Regions from separate parts of the Gossypium hirsutum genome. Here region 1 is linked to region 2. Evidence: chromatin contacts called from public Hi-C data. All regions are on one chromosome and are shown on one strand. Each heading gives the region's core, a stretch centred on a gene start, on an enhancer-like site or on the middle of the called end of the contact. The rest is flanking DNA. Distances are from core to core; before and after follow the strand shown.

The links. A called contact is a pair of places that touch in the nucleus more often than the background predicts.
Region 1: a contact with region 2 is called in a Hi-C map of anther, with 1.8 times the contacts expected there. The contact joins two enhancer-like sites. A contact is called at or near these places in 4 of 34 Hi-C or Micro-C datasets (anther, leaf, petal and 1 more).

Annotation. Positions count from the first base shown.
Region 1 is chrA08:119,463,861-119,470,648 of Gossypium_hirsutum_v2.1, forward strand. No RefSeq gene overlaps it. Among protein-coding and RNA genes, the nearest start is that of LOC121205563, 7.0 kb to the right of the region's middle. Within about 2 kb of position 3,216, at least 6 of the 9 cell types and tissues checked have an H3K27ac peak or open chromatin away from gene starts, as enhancers often do.
Region 2 is chrA08:119,413,480-119,420,352 of Gossypium_hirsutum_v2.1, forward strand. No RefSeq gene overlaps it. Among protein-coding and RNA genes, the nearest start is that of LOC121204673, 24 kb to the left of the region's middle. Within about 2 kb of position 5,007, at least 7 of the 9 cell types and tissues checked have an H3K27ac peak or open chromatin away from gene starts, as enhancers often do.

The sequences.
Region 1 (6,788 bases), core at 1,966-4,465, 49 kb after region 2:
CAACTCCAAACTCCAATTGTGTTGGGAAATATGAGTCAACCACGAAAATGCATCAAAATTGTCCATCAATTTGAAACTTATAAATTTATCTTTACTTTTGGATTTTTTCCTGATGCATTTTGGTGTTGATATTCCAATATTTGAGTAGATCTTCAAATCCCCTTTCTGACAATATAAGGTTTACCCAAAATGAAGTCCTAAAGCTCGAGACATGATCGAAACACTAAGACGTGTTCCAACTAAAAGTTCTAAATGTGTTCAAATTATAAATTTTTAATATTTTGAGCTTTGAACTTCCACTCATCATCTTGGATCAAATTTAAGCTTAGTGCATTTGATCTCAAGGTTCCATGTATTGAGATCTTCTTCCCAAACCTGTTTACCTACAAATTCCACATGGAATTTTTTATTGAAACTAGATGCATGAAAAACACTAAAAATACACAATATTTACAATACAAACAAAAAAATTTCAAATCACCTTCATGAATTTAAAACATATAAAAATGCTCAAGAAACCAAGCAAATGTATATAATCCAAAATAATCATATGATGATGACTCATCAACACCCTTAAGGGAATATCAAGATAAAGTGAGATCAGAAGGTAATCTTATCGTGCATCCATTCATTAGTCCTGGATTAACTGGTGAGATCGAAAGATAAATCGGACATAATTTATCTAAGTTGGTAAAATTGAGATCGAAAGATAAAATAGAGCCACTTGGTAATTTATGCGATTTATGTCCTTAGTCTGACGTTCAGTGAACCACATCGAAGTCAACCAACTCCCATTAGTTAATTATTAGATAGTCCTTTTAGTTTTACACTCTTTTCAATTTAGTCCCTTTAATTTTCTTGCAAACTTATCTTGTTATGAACTGTTTTACTATAAAACTGTATTAATAGTTGCTACTCTATTGCGTAGGCTAGTTATTGCTCAACCGCCTCTTCTTATAGGTTCAACCCATTGGAATACTTCGTGTTTCATCAGAACTATAAATATTACAACAGGCATTGTACAATTGCAATAAAATCGGGCAAATATGTGATTAATGTAGGAAGTGAAATGCTAAAAAAGGAGAAGGACGTTGCTAGAGAGCAGTAGGAAGTGGCCTTGGCCTCCTTAACTAAGTGGTATATTATTATTATTATTATTATTATTATTATTATTATTATTATTATTAAGCATTTATTTTAATATATTTTTAAATAAACTTTTACCTTTAGCTCTCCAAGCTTTTCAACCCCCAAACCAATTTATTGACTTTGCCATTGGAATAGGATACAAGGATCAAGACATGACATTCATGTATAGCCTTTTGGCATGTACATCTATATGTATTTAACAAATATTTTTATTAGACCTATTCATCGATTACGCTACTTGCCCAAGCTTAAAGATTTACTTGAAATTTTGGAAAGTTTGAATAAAAATATTAGGCTAAAAAAATGAGATTAAGTAAAAATAAATTAAATCCATTTAAAATAAGAATCAAATTAGGACTCAAACATTCAAGACCTAAGGTTAGTTCAATCTGTTTTTCTATGTTTGTAATATATTATATTATGTCTTATTTGACCTGACCCATGAATGCCTCTCTAACCTTTCTCGTGTTACTATTCTAATGCAATAAATTATCTTTTATTGAACTTTTTGGTTGGGCCTATTTTTTACCCAACTCAATTGTTGATTAGCCTAAAATCTTTGGGCCTACTAATGACTCACCCCAAATACATTTAAAATATATTGGCTCATCATAACCCAATAAAATAAATCATATTAACACGGTGATTAAATATTGTTTATCTATAGAATTCATTCAATTTGAACCTCCGAAAAAGTAAGTGATAAACAATTCCCTTCAAACATTGTGCGTGGTGATAAACCATTCCCTTCAAACATTGTGTGTGAAGTGTTTAAAAATAACGATTTCGAAAATATCTATGAGAAAAGTTAAAAGAGTAGAGGAGTTTTTAAAGGGAACACTATCGGGTAGTTATCAAGCACTTTCACCATGACTTGACCCACCCCTTTGTGACCCCATGATGTTGTGTTCTATAGTGGTCTTGATTACATATTTTAATATATTAGGAAAAAGGTAATGCCAGGTTTCGTACGTTCGGATTGCATGAACCCATCATTTTCAACCATTGATTCCTTTTCTGTTCAGTGTATATAATTTGTGGTTTAGAGCTTGAAATTGTAAGAATAAACTCATTTTGTGATTATCTATACACATTAAAAATGAAAATCACATTAAAAATGAAAATAATAATAATAAATATTACAATGACTTTCTTATTGCAACTTACGGGCGGTCGGCATAAACAAGTCAAAATATAATATAATAATCGATTTCTTGTGCCGTAAGGAAGCTGAAAACTGGTTGGTGGAGAAGCTCCTACGTTGCCAATATATAAGCACCGTATGTCCGTATCTCCTCCATAACTTCGTCTTCCTTTAAATTAAATTCCTTCTTCACTCATTATTCACTCTCCGGATCATTATCAGACATCAATGGTGGCCTACCTTTATAGGATGACTTTCAAAGCACTTGTTATCACGTCGGTGTTGATTTTCGCCTGTCAACTAGCTGCTGTTGTTGCTGCACCTCGTGCGGTTCCTGCTGACCATTCGTCTGCACCGGTGATCGGCTGTAATATGAAAGGGTCTACCCCTGTTTATGGCAAATCATGTCCTCCAAATTAAATCAACTCCCTTATGGTATATTGTCTCTCTATAGGTACACATGGGTGTTTGTAGGTGTAATTACATGTTCTGGGCTTTGTTTTAGGGTTTATGGAGTTGATCTGTAATATGGGTGCACGGGTTTGTTTTTTACTATGTAATTGTTAGATTTTCGATTCAATGAAATTTCCATTCTGGTTGCTTAAAGAAAATCTGAATATGAATGAAGCCGAAGGGGACCTTCACCCCCAATTTCTAGAAATTTTCATTTTTAAATTTACTGAAATTTTTATTTTTATTTTTTGAAATTTTTTATTATAATTAATAAATCCATTAAATTTATTGAAAATTTTAGTTAAGGACTTCCCCAAACTTAGTCCAGAGAGAGATGTGATCTCTTTGGCTTCAATGTATGCATTGTACATGCAAATTTCATTTTGTTTAATCGACGTATCAGTGAAAAGTTATGGTACGTATCATAATAAGCACATTGACTGATTTAAGGTAGTTTCAGATTATCATTCACCGAATATAAATAAAATCTGCGAAATATTCGTATGGGCCCCCTCGATGCCTTTTCCTTTTTCGTACTGTTAAGCGCTTTGTCGAAGAACCCGCCGGCAACCAAACCGGACCTCCTAAGCAACACCAAGGATCCCGAACCCGACAACAAAAGAAACGTAAGAGGAACCCGCCGTCGGATTTCCTTCGGCGGCCTCACCGAACTTAAAGCAGCGCGTCAAATCCCAGGACGAAATAGGCGACAAGATCATAGAGGGTGAGATTTGTGCAAAAGGGAAGGAAGACATGGCAGTGACCACAAACGGTGGCAGGACATGGCAAAGCTCTGTATTCGGATCCTCTCCGGAACTGCTTCGGGAACCCCAAGCACTGGTAAAAGATCAAGAACAAGGGGAACAAAAGAGGCAGCTGCGACGGAAAATGTGGGATTTTCCCGGAATCGTTACAAAGCCAAAAGTGCCTCCTCCACCGCCGCCATCAAAACAAGGACCCAAGGAAACTGGTAAACCAAAAAAAAAAAGTAAAGAGAGAGGAAGAAAGATGCAACGATATTGAAAGTTCCAACAAGAGGAACAGAGAAACCCCCGCCGGAAGGAGGAGACTGGTGGCGGTGAGCGGCGGCCGGCCGCGCCGCCGACAGTAGAAACCTAGATTTTCTAGGTTATGTTTTCGCGGGCATAATAAGAGAAGCGAGAGAGGTGAAAACAAGGTAAAACGCGTTTTCCTTTGATCTGTTCCAAATTAACGATGGGTGAGGCATCCACGCAAGTCGAAGTCTGTGTTGCCACCTGTAAAGCTTTAGTATCTGTTGGTGGGTCCAAAATTTGGATCAGGCTCTTTACCCGACTCGCCTAAATATGGGTGTACTGGAATCAGATATAATTCGGGCTAAGCCCAAATTAACTCAACAAAATTTTGTTTTATAGATTAAATTAACAAAAACTTACGTATATTAACCACTAATTCAATAAAAAATATACGTTGATTGATTAGAAGTGTTTGGTACATGTCCTATTAGGTTCAGGTTTAAAATTTTTAATCTGAATTAAATTTAGATAAAATTTTAAGTCTATTTTTTAATTAAATTAGACTTAAACTTAAAAAAATAAACTTAAAAATTTGCATAAATCCAATTCAACCTAACCCATGATCAAATTTACTTATCAACAATCATCAAAAGACCTAGTAAAATTATTAACTCATTAAAGTATTTGATAACCTTATAACACTATGTCTAACAACCTCCAAGTAAAAGAAGAACAATGCTTGCAATATGCTAGAACACCAAAATTAACATTTCTAGGAAAACAATATCTTCAAAAGGGGAAATAATTACCACCCATCAAGAAAATTTTAGTTTTGAATAATTATTTGGTATATTGCAAAATTTTAATTTGAAAATGTATCTTTATAAATATAATTATATTTAATTTTGAATAATTATTTGGTATATTCCTAAAGAAAACACAAATTTTAAATATACCATAAAATTTTAATTAATATTTAACAAATAAATATATTTAATGTTGATTTATTTATTTAACTTGTTAATGTAACACCCTTAACCCGTATCCGTCACCGGATTAAGGTCACAAGGCATTACCAAACATAAGAACACAATTTCAATCATCTATACATTTGTATCAGTCATGTTCATATATATATATAACATAAGACTATTCACGTGTTAATCGAGATTATATTAATCTTGAAACATATACAAATCACATATTCAACTATTTAATGATATTCAAATACTTAATAAAAAGATAAACATTTTATTTCCTATTTCAATACAAATATAAATATAATCAATTTGAATCATTTTCGAACATTAAAAATGAAATATATCAAGCTTAAAATGCACTTACACGGCCAAACCACTTAATTTCTATTCGGTCATTTAATATATCCTACATAAGTCATTTAAACATAAGTCAAAATAAACCTCAGCCAAAACACATCGAACATCCATTTTTAACTCACTCAAATCAAGTTCATAAATCCAACACCATCTTTGTATATATTTACCATAAGATGAGATATACATATATATATATATATATATATAATACAATTTAGTTCATCATATTCAATAAACATTTATACAAGCAAATGCCGAATTACAAGTTGATTATAACTATCTCATATAACTTCATTTTATAACCGAAATTTCAAATACATTATTGTAATAATCTTCAAACCAACTCATATTACAAATTATATTCACATGAATAAGGCATTATTCACAAATAGACATATAATCAAAACATGAACTTTACATGTCATGTAATAACCATAGCAAAACAAACTTATATCATGTTCGAATTTAGCCAAACAACTTGTTACTACAAGCCATAGTTAACATATTGTCCAAATACAACCACACATTCACATATACTTTACTCTATGCTTACCATAACCGAATCAACCATGTACTCATCCAAAATGATTAAACATTTCCAAAACATAAAACACCAAACACGAACATCATTCATTCATAGCACATAACTTCATAACCAAGATAAACACAAACCATATTAAACATAACCGAACTCAAACATAAAAGATTAAAGCCATTTTTGCATGGCTCAAATTATACAAAACCAAAATCCAACATTCAAAAACACATTCCAGCGTATACATGCCATAATTCGACTTTAACTTTTAAAGATACCAAAATAGTAGATAGTGTGATGAATTTTGCTGACAGTCCCCGAGCTCGTAGCTTGACTTCAAAATCTATAAAACAGAATAAGCATGAATACACAGAGTAAGCTATCATAGCTTAGTAAGTCCTAAACAAATAAACAATCCAATGATATATTTAATTCATTTTAACTAACCGTATTACATTAACAATATCATACTAAACCTCAACCTTACAAACGAGATAATTAAGACATTTTCATAGACAATTTTCCCACTTAGCCAAATACTCACATAGTTATTTTAACATATTAACGATGAACCTCCAAAAACAAATAGTTATAATGAAACCATACACATATATACTTATATACGTAAGTTCATAAATCATAATATAACATTACATACATATATTACCTATACGCCGAATATACATGGTCACACATATGCACATAGTTAAGAATCATTTCAGTGATACTCAAATTATTTAGTCACAAGGCCGAATACACATACCAATCTCACATATATTCATCATTAGCATTACACATGACTTGTAACCAATATCAAGTTATAAACTTGCCTTATTACTAGTAGCCAACAAGCTAATTCATACCTGGACATTTAGCTCGTTTTACACATCCGTACATGATTTACCTTTGCCCGATGAGCCATTCAGAATTGGATAAGACACTCGGATAATTCACACATATCGTACAATGCCAACGTCCCAGACGTGGTCTTAAATGTAGCCACATATCGATGCCACTGTCCTAGACAGGGTCTTACTCGCACACATATATCGGAGCCACATATCGATGCTATGGTCATACTCGAACACATATATTGGAATCTTATGTCATGACATATGTATCCTAACTATTCCTAAGGTTCATACGAGGCTTTCGGACGTCGTAACTCGATCGAA
Region 2 (6,873 bases), core at 3,757-6,256:
AATAGGGAGTAGACATGATACAACAGTAACTCAACTCCTGTGTGTTGAGTTTTTTTTCTTTTAAATGAATATGTTGACACCCACGGGCGACGACTTCAAACAAAAACCTGTTGGCCAGTTCCCTTCACATTTTCTATAAATTCTAAGGTATGGTTGAGGAAGAAAAGGGGAAAAATCATTCATGAGCCATTGTTGAATATATTTACATAGGGTATGAAATAATTGTGTTATTGCATAATCTAAAAGAGCCATTATTGACTGAAGTCAGGATGGACACCAACCTCAATTAAACTCTTTATTACTCGTAAAGCTAATTTTTTTAAGACAATATTTAAAATTACTCATAGTTCTTCCTTAACTCATAAATAGAAGGATAATGCGCTTTAATACACGCGAACTCACACCTTCCTATATTGACAACAATAATCATATCAATCAAATTAAGACTCAATTAACAAATTAATATATACATCACACATAAAAAGAACAGATTACAATTTTTAATCCATTTATGAAATTAAAATTATATTAAAATAATTATCTTTTTATAATAGGATCATTTTTATAATAGAAAAATCTTAATCTGTGAGTTTTTTTTTTAGAATAATTACCATTTATAATATATACCATTAAAAAAAACAAAATCAAAGTCGAAAGTTTGATGTCAAATTGGACACGACAGGTTTGATTTATTAACAATAAAGAGATTGAGTGGTCCCACAATCCAAATGCTTTTAGTCACATCGAATCTCTTCTAAAAGTTCCTATAAAAGAAAAACTCTTCCAAACTTAATTCATTTGCTTATAATCAGACACGCTAGGTGGGGTGGTTGGTCGCCTCCTTAAGGCCAATGAAGGGGTATTTATAGGCAAGGTTGATTGCCTCCTTGCTCCTTGAATCCCCATTTTATTTGGGTAAATTATGATTTATTTCCTTATACCATTTATTCAATTTTGTTTCCGTTTATAAATTTTGTTTATAAGGATTTTTGGAGTATTTACAATTTTGGTTTTTCAACTTTTTTGTATTTACAGTTAACCCCTTAGCTTTTGAATATTCACATTTTGACCCCATCACTTTTCACTTCAATACAATTTAACTGGTACCTCAAATTTATTTCTCTCAATAAGCAAGTCTTTTCAATTTCTTCTAGTATCCAATTACATTCTCTACTGACTCTAATAATTCCTATTTTATTTCATTCGAAAATTCTAACACATGTCATCTTGTATTAGTACTATTATTTTCAAGGGGTTTTAGGGACGTTACACTCACTCTTGTACCTTCGATGACTAGATCACTACCACTAAATTCTCCCCCTAAGAACTTAGTCTGTAAAACCACAACACAAAGGTTTTACAATCACAAATGTACTCTCACAAATAATGTTCATCACTTGAATAGATAAGTGCTCTCAATAATCAATACATCAACCTATACAAGTCTCTCAATTATATAGAGTTTTCGAGACTTGCTAACATAATGAAGATCTATCACAATCCTTACTAAACAACAATTAAAATAGAATAATACAATATAATATTAACAACCAAGGTAAACATGAATTGTTGGCAGCTAAGTCTTCAAAGTTCCAATCCGATCCAACCTCCTTAATCAAAGAGATTTAATCCACACGATCTAATTCGATCCAACCTTCTAAATAAGCTCTTCCAAGTGAATTGGTTTTCATTGATAGGTTTGATTCATTCCACAATATCAACTTAACCCAAAGATACGATTCAATAAATTTTCAATCATCCAAATATGACAAGTTATTATTTTGTCGCAACTTTAAATATTTTATCACAGTAAATGATGCACCACTTGCTAAATTAAAAATCCTTTCATATTTTTTAAGATTTAAACTTGTATACCCATTCACATAAAAATGAAATCACCATCAAAATAGTTACAAGTCTCACAAATTATATGTTACTATAATGATAAAATTGTATTTTAGTCCTCAATACTTTATAATTCATCTCTGATCCCCTTAAAATAATTTTCTAACTTCATTATTGTTCATAATCAACCACTACTCTACATGCAATAACCTTGGCCTCAAAATTTCTTTTAAAAATTATGAAATTATAAATTAATATAATGTAATCATTCCAAAAATTTATGATTAAATTTAAATTTTTTAAAACTTTTTTTTACTTTAATTATTGATAGTACATAAACCTCGTACGTTAACAATTAATCAAATATTATTCAATATGTTGAATGCAGGCATGCAGATACATCCCTTACAAAGTAAGATTTTGTCGGGTATGAAAATAATAGTCATCGACAATACTAAATGCATCGATCGCTGTGCTGTCGTCTTGCTTCCCACTTCTTACTTTGTCTTTACACTTTACGAAATAATATTTTTTGTTGACAATGAACATGCTTATTTCATTTAGGAAATAAAGCTCCCATTTCCATATATATATATATATTTTTTTTGCTCGATCAAGAAATAACAAAAATCAGCATTTGCAAGAATGCTGACATACTAACAAAATGAAAACATTCCCCCAACGGAATGACCCTTTCCCAAAATCCAAAACCCAAACACAACATGATAACAGCAAACTATCTCCCACCACAACCCCAATATCCCCATCTGTTAAACAAAGCTCAACACAAAAAACAAAACCAGCATAAAAGCCTCCTAGCTCCACATAAAAGCTTACCAACTCCCTGAGGAAACACATCAACAACACACCAAATTCCCTTCCAAAAATCACCACCTTGCCTTAAACAAACCAGTCCTTTTCAAACCTGTAACCGTAATTACAAAGTCCATCATGTAACCGAGCATATCCGCTTTCTAAACAGAGACAGATCCATCTCTGGACATCCTAATTTCAATTCTCTTGAAGAATGGTGCAGCAACCACGGACATTTTTATCTTTATTTGAACACCAAACTTTAAACAATAACTCCAAAAAAAACTTCACCGCGCTACTCTCAATCATAACAGAAACATTTGATGCAGCAAAACCGGAAAAACCACTACCAAACTCATTTCTCCTTTGCAACCCCACATACAAACAACCATATGGATAATACCAACCAAAAGTTGCATCTGAATGGAATTACATAGAATTAAATCAACTCTAGATCGACCAATTCCACCAAACATCACATGCAAACATAACATCATCATAACAATCTGTTTTCTTAAAAAAAACAATCCTCCCACTCAACAGCACAAAAACCTCATTTTCTTGAAGACAATCGCATACTTCCTTTTTCAAGTTATGCAATCAAAGAAGCCTTGTGAAACCATCATCAATATGACCAGTGCCACACCACGAAACATTCCAAAACAGCGATGACAAGACATTCCTTGTCTCCCATCTCGATGGCACAGAAGCTGCCCATATAACAAGTCTAAAATCCAATGCAATTTCCAATAACTCTCCAAACAATCAGCATTTCAATAAAATTTGCTGTCCATACTCTCCCAAAAAGCACTAAGGTCCCATACATCCTTGAAACACCTCCCTTCCCTGTCGCCTTCAATAATAACAGCTTTAAAAAACTCCACCCAATATTCATGAAGGCAAAAACTGTTACGTCGCTCCTTCAACTCGCCCTAAAATACACTTTGATCAGAGCAAGCATACGATGCAAAACACATTAATCAATGACTCTTACATAACATCCCCCATCCACCTACTTACCACTACTAACAACTTGACTTCACAATTAATTCAAATTGCCTCAAAGCATTCCTTAACCCATAAAGACATTACCCCACCCAGTTGATCACTAACAGACAAGAAAACAAACATTCAAAATTATCAAACACCAAAACCTCCTGAATAGTACCTTCAACAACAAACTCCAATTTTCTCTCCAAAATCTGGACGAGGTTCATCTTCACCTAGTATTAACCTCCATTACCTAATCTCCTCTCTCTCCATGACTTCGAAACTTTTTTATTAAATCTCCGCTCCTATAATTTCCTCGATAACATCTTCTTCATCACCACGAACACTGAACCCCAATTTCTTTCCGATTGCCCAAGTGTTATTTGCTTCCCTAATAAATCCCCTCATTCTGATACTAATATCTAAAACTGATAGAGATAAATTTGCAATCCTCTCATCATCCTTACTAACTTTAGAGATAAATTTGCAATCCTCTCATCATCTTTACTAACTTCCTTTCCTTTTTCCTTCTGCCTTGCTTTAACTCTCTTTTTCTCACTTTAATCGTTAAACTGCTGCTTTGAATTTCATACATAAACTGTCCCTTCTTATTCAATGTTTTCTCTTTTTTTTTTCTTGATATTGCAATGGTGTTTTATGATCCTATGCCTCATTTACTACTGATCTTCAAGCCGCATAATGTCTTCAATAACATCTCTTTCGTCTCCCCTCACACTAAGCCCCAATTTCTTCCCTAATTCCCAAGTCTGCTTAGCTTCCCTTAGAATTACCTTCCTCCTGTTACTGATATCCGAATTAGACAATGAAAGGTTCACAACTTTATCTTCTTTTCTTGACGCAGCACTGCTTTTTTCCTTTCTCCTACTTCGATCCCTCCTTTGTTTTTCTTTGGAAGACAACACCCTGTCCTGAATTACTCGCATGGAACTGATTCTTTTATTAAATTGTTTCTTCTTCCTCCTACCTCTGACCGTATTTAAGAATTCCTCTTCAATCTCCTGGCATAAGCCCCTACCCTCCGTTTCTGGGATTCCATGATTATTTGGGTAAATCTGATCTGGTAGCAGAGTATTACCCTCTCTCAAATGTTGCCCTTCCATATCTAATGAGCCCAATCCTTCATCAAAATCCACCGAACCATCATGACCCCCACTTGGGCCCAAAACCAAGGCCAACCCCATATTAGCCACATCCTCACATGCCCTATCCATTCCACTATTAAGTCTACAAGCGCCAAAATCATCTTCTGTTAAAATTCCCACGTTAAGAGCATCATGATCACCTTCATTTAATTCCCATAACATCTTCTGACAATCTTCTCCTACACTTTCATTTTCAATGACTTTTTCCTTTATTATGTCCGTCGAGACGATTAGGTTACCATTCTGCAACTTCTCCGATTCCAGGCCAATCGCTGATTCCGACTCCGACACACTTTCATTGGCCACCACCTGACTTCTTTCCTTCTGCGAAAATTTATTTTTAGATTCCTCTGACCATCTTTTCTCCCTAACACTGACCGAGAATCTGACATCTCGCACCTCTAATAATACAATCTCATCTAACTTTTGAACTTGTGAGATTGAAATCAGCATCTCAATCTTCTCAAAGCTGTTGACAAGTTTTCACCCATCGACACCAGAGTACCCCACTTTCCTGCAATCCTTTTGAACGTTTCATAATTCCAGCAGTGCATAGGAAGCCCAGATACTTCAATCCATGTAACCCTCTCAGAGAATACCATCTTTTCTGACCAAGGTTTAATGTTTACAAAGAACTCCTTCAAATACGACCATTCTCTTCGTTTCAATATATCTAAAAGTTCTTCGTCTGGAATCTCAATAAGAAAATAATTCCCTTGAATTCTCTTCACGCATATTTCACCAAGACCCATCCTCACAACTCTATCAGTTAAACTCTTCAATTCACAGAAAGAAGCCACTTCCCCTGCCAGACATTTCTGTAATTTCCACAATTGCTCATCTTCTACGTGACCTTGAACAACTTTTTCTATGTACATTTCCCCTACACCCGAACCATCACCTGATCTTCTTTCCCTCGTATTCGATTTTTGAACTGCCTCCATATCCTCTTCGACTTCCTTACTTCTTAACACATCTTCCACACTTTTCTGATTTGTTTCCTTGATAAACAATGGACTTCGTTGCTTGATAACCCTTCTCCATATTGTCCTCCTACCTTTATACCTTGCTATATTCACCCAAATTCTACTCCCAAGAATCACAAAGCCATTTAATCTTTGATATCGCCCTTTGAGCATCCGAGAAATTAGAAAATCTCACGAACCCGAATCTCTTACCACCTTTGCTTTTTTTTTCCGGGATGAAGGCATCTACCACCTTGCCGTGGTAACTGAATAGAGTCTATAACCCTTTCCAATGCATAGTCATGCATAGTCACCGGAATATTAAACACAAACAGCGTTATCTGAAAACCTCTCGATTCCATCGATCTTGCACAAATCAAAATGATATACAAATAACCCTTTGAAGACTTCTCCGAAGAGAGAATCCGACCTCTCTTCAACTCTCGTATTTGAATTTGAGTTAAGAACTTATATATATATATAATATTTTTGCTCGATCAAATATTTTATTAAGAAATCAAAAGGTTATAAGATTATAAAAATTATTAATTGCAATAATAAGATATATTATATTTCTAATTAGAGGATACGTAAATTCAAATTCTAAAAATAATATTATTAAAAAAATAATCAAACACGAATAAATCCTAAATATTAACAATAATATATGTTTACATTAATGAGGCTCAGTCACTATTTATTTAGTTTAATTATAATCTATTCGAAATAAATTTAAATTTTGTGATCGTGAAGAATTTTACTTCAATATTACTCTTGAATCGAATAAAATTAATCGAAAAACAATTGTGATTAGGGCCTTGACCCCCTTACGGAATGGTGAAATTGTTATATAAAGTCCTCCAATAATGAAAAAATTTCAAATTTTGTCCCCTCTAAAAAATAAATAATTTAATTTAAATAATTTTTACACTATTTATTTTGTCCTAAAATTTTATAATTTTATTTCGACCACCTAAATAAAATTCTTGGCTTTGCCCCTATATCTTCCTTCTTTTCTTTATTGTTATTTGGGTTTAAAACTAGGATTAAACTTCCAAGTAACAAAAAACTAATGATCAAACTTATAAAATGGGCCT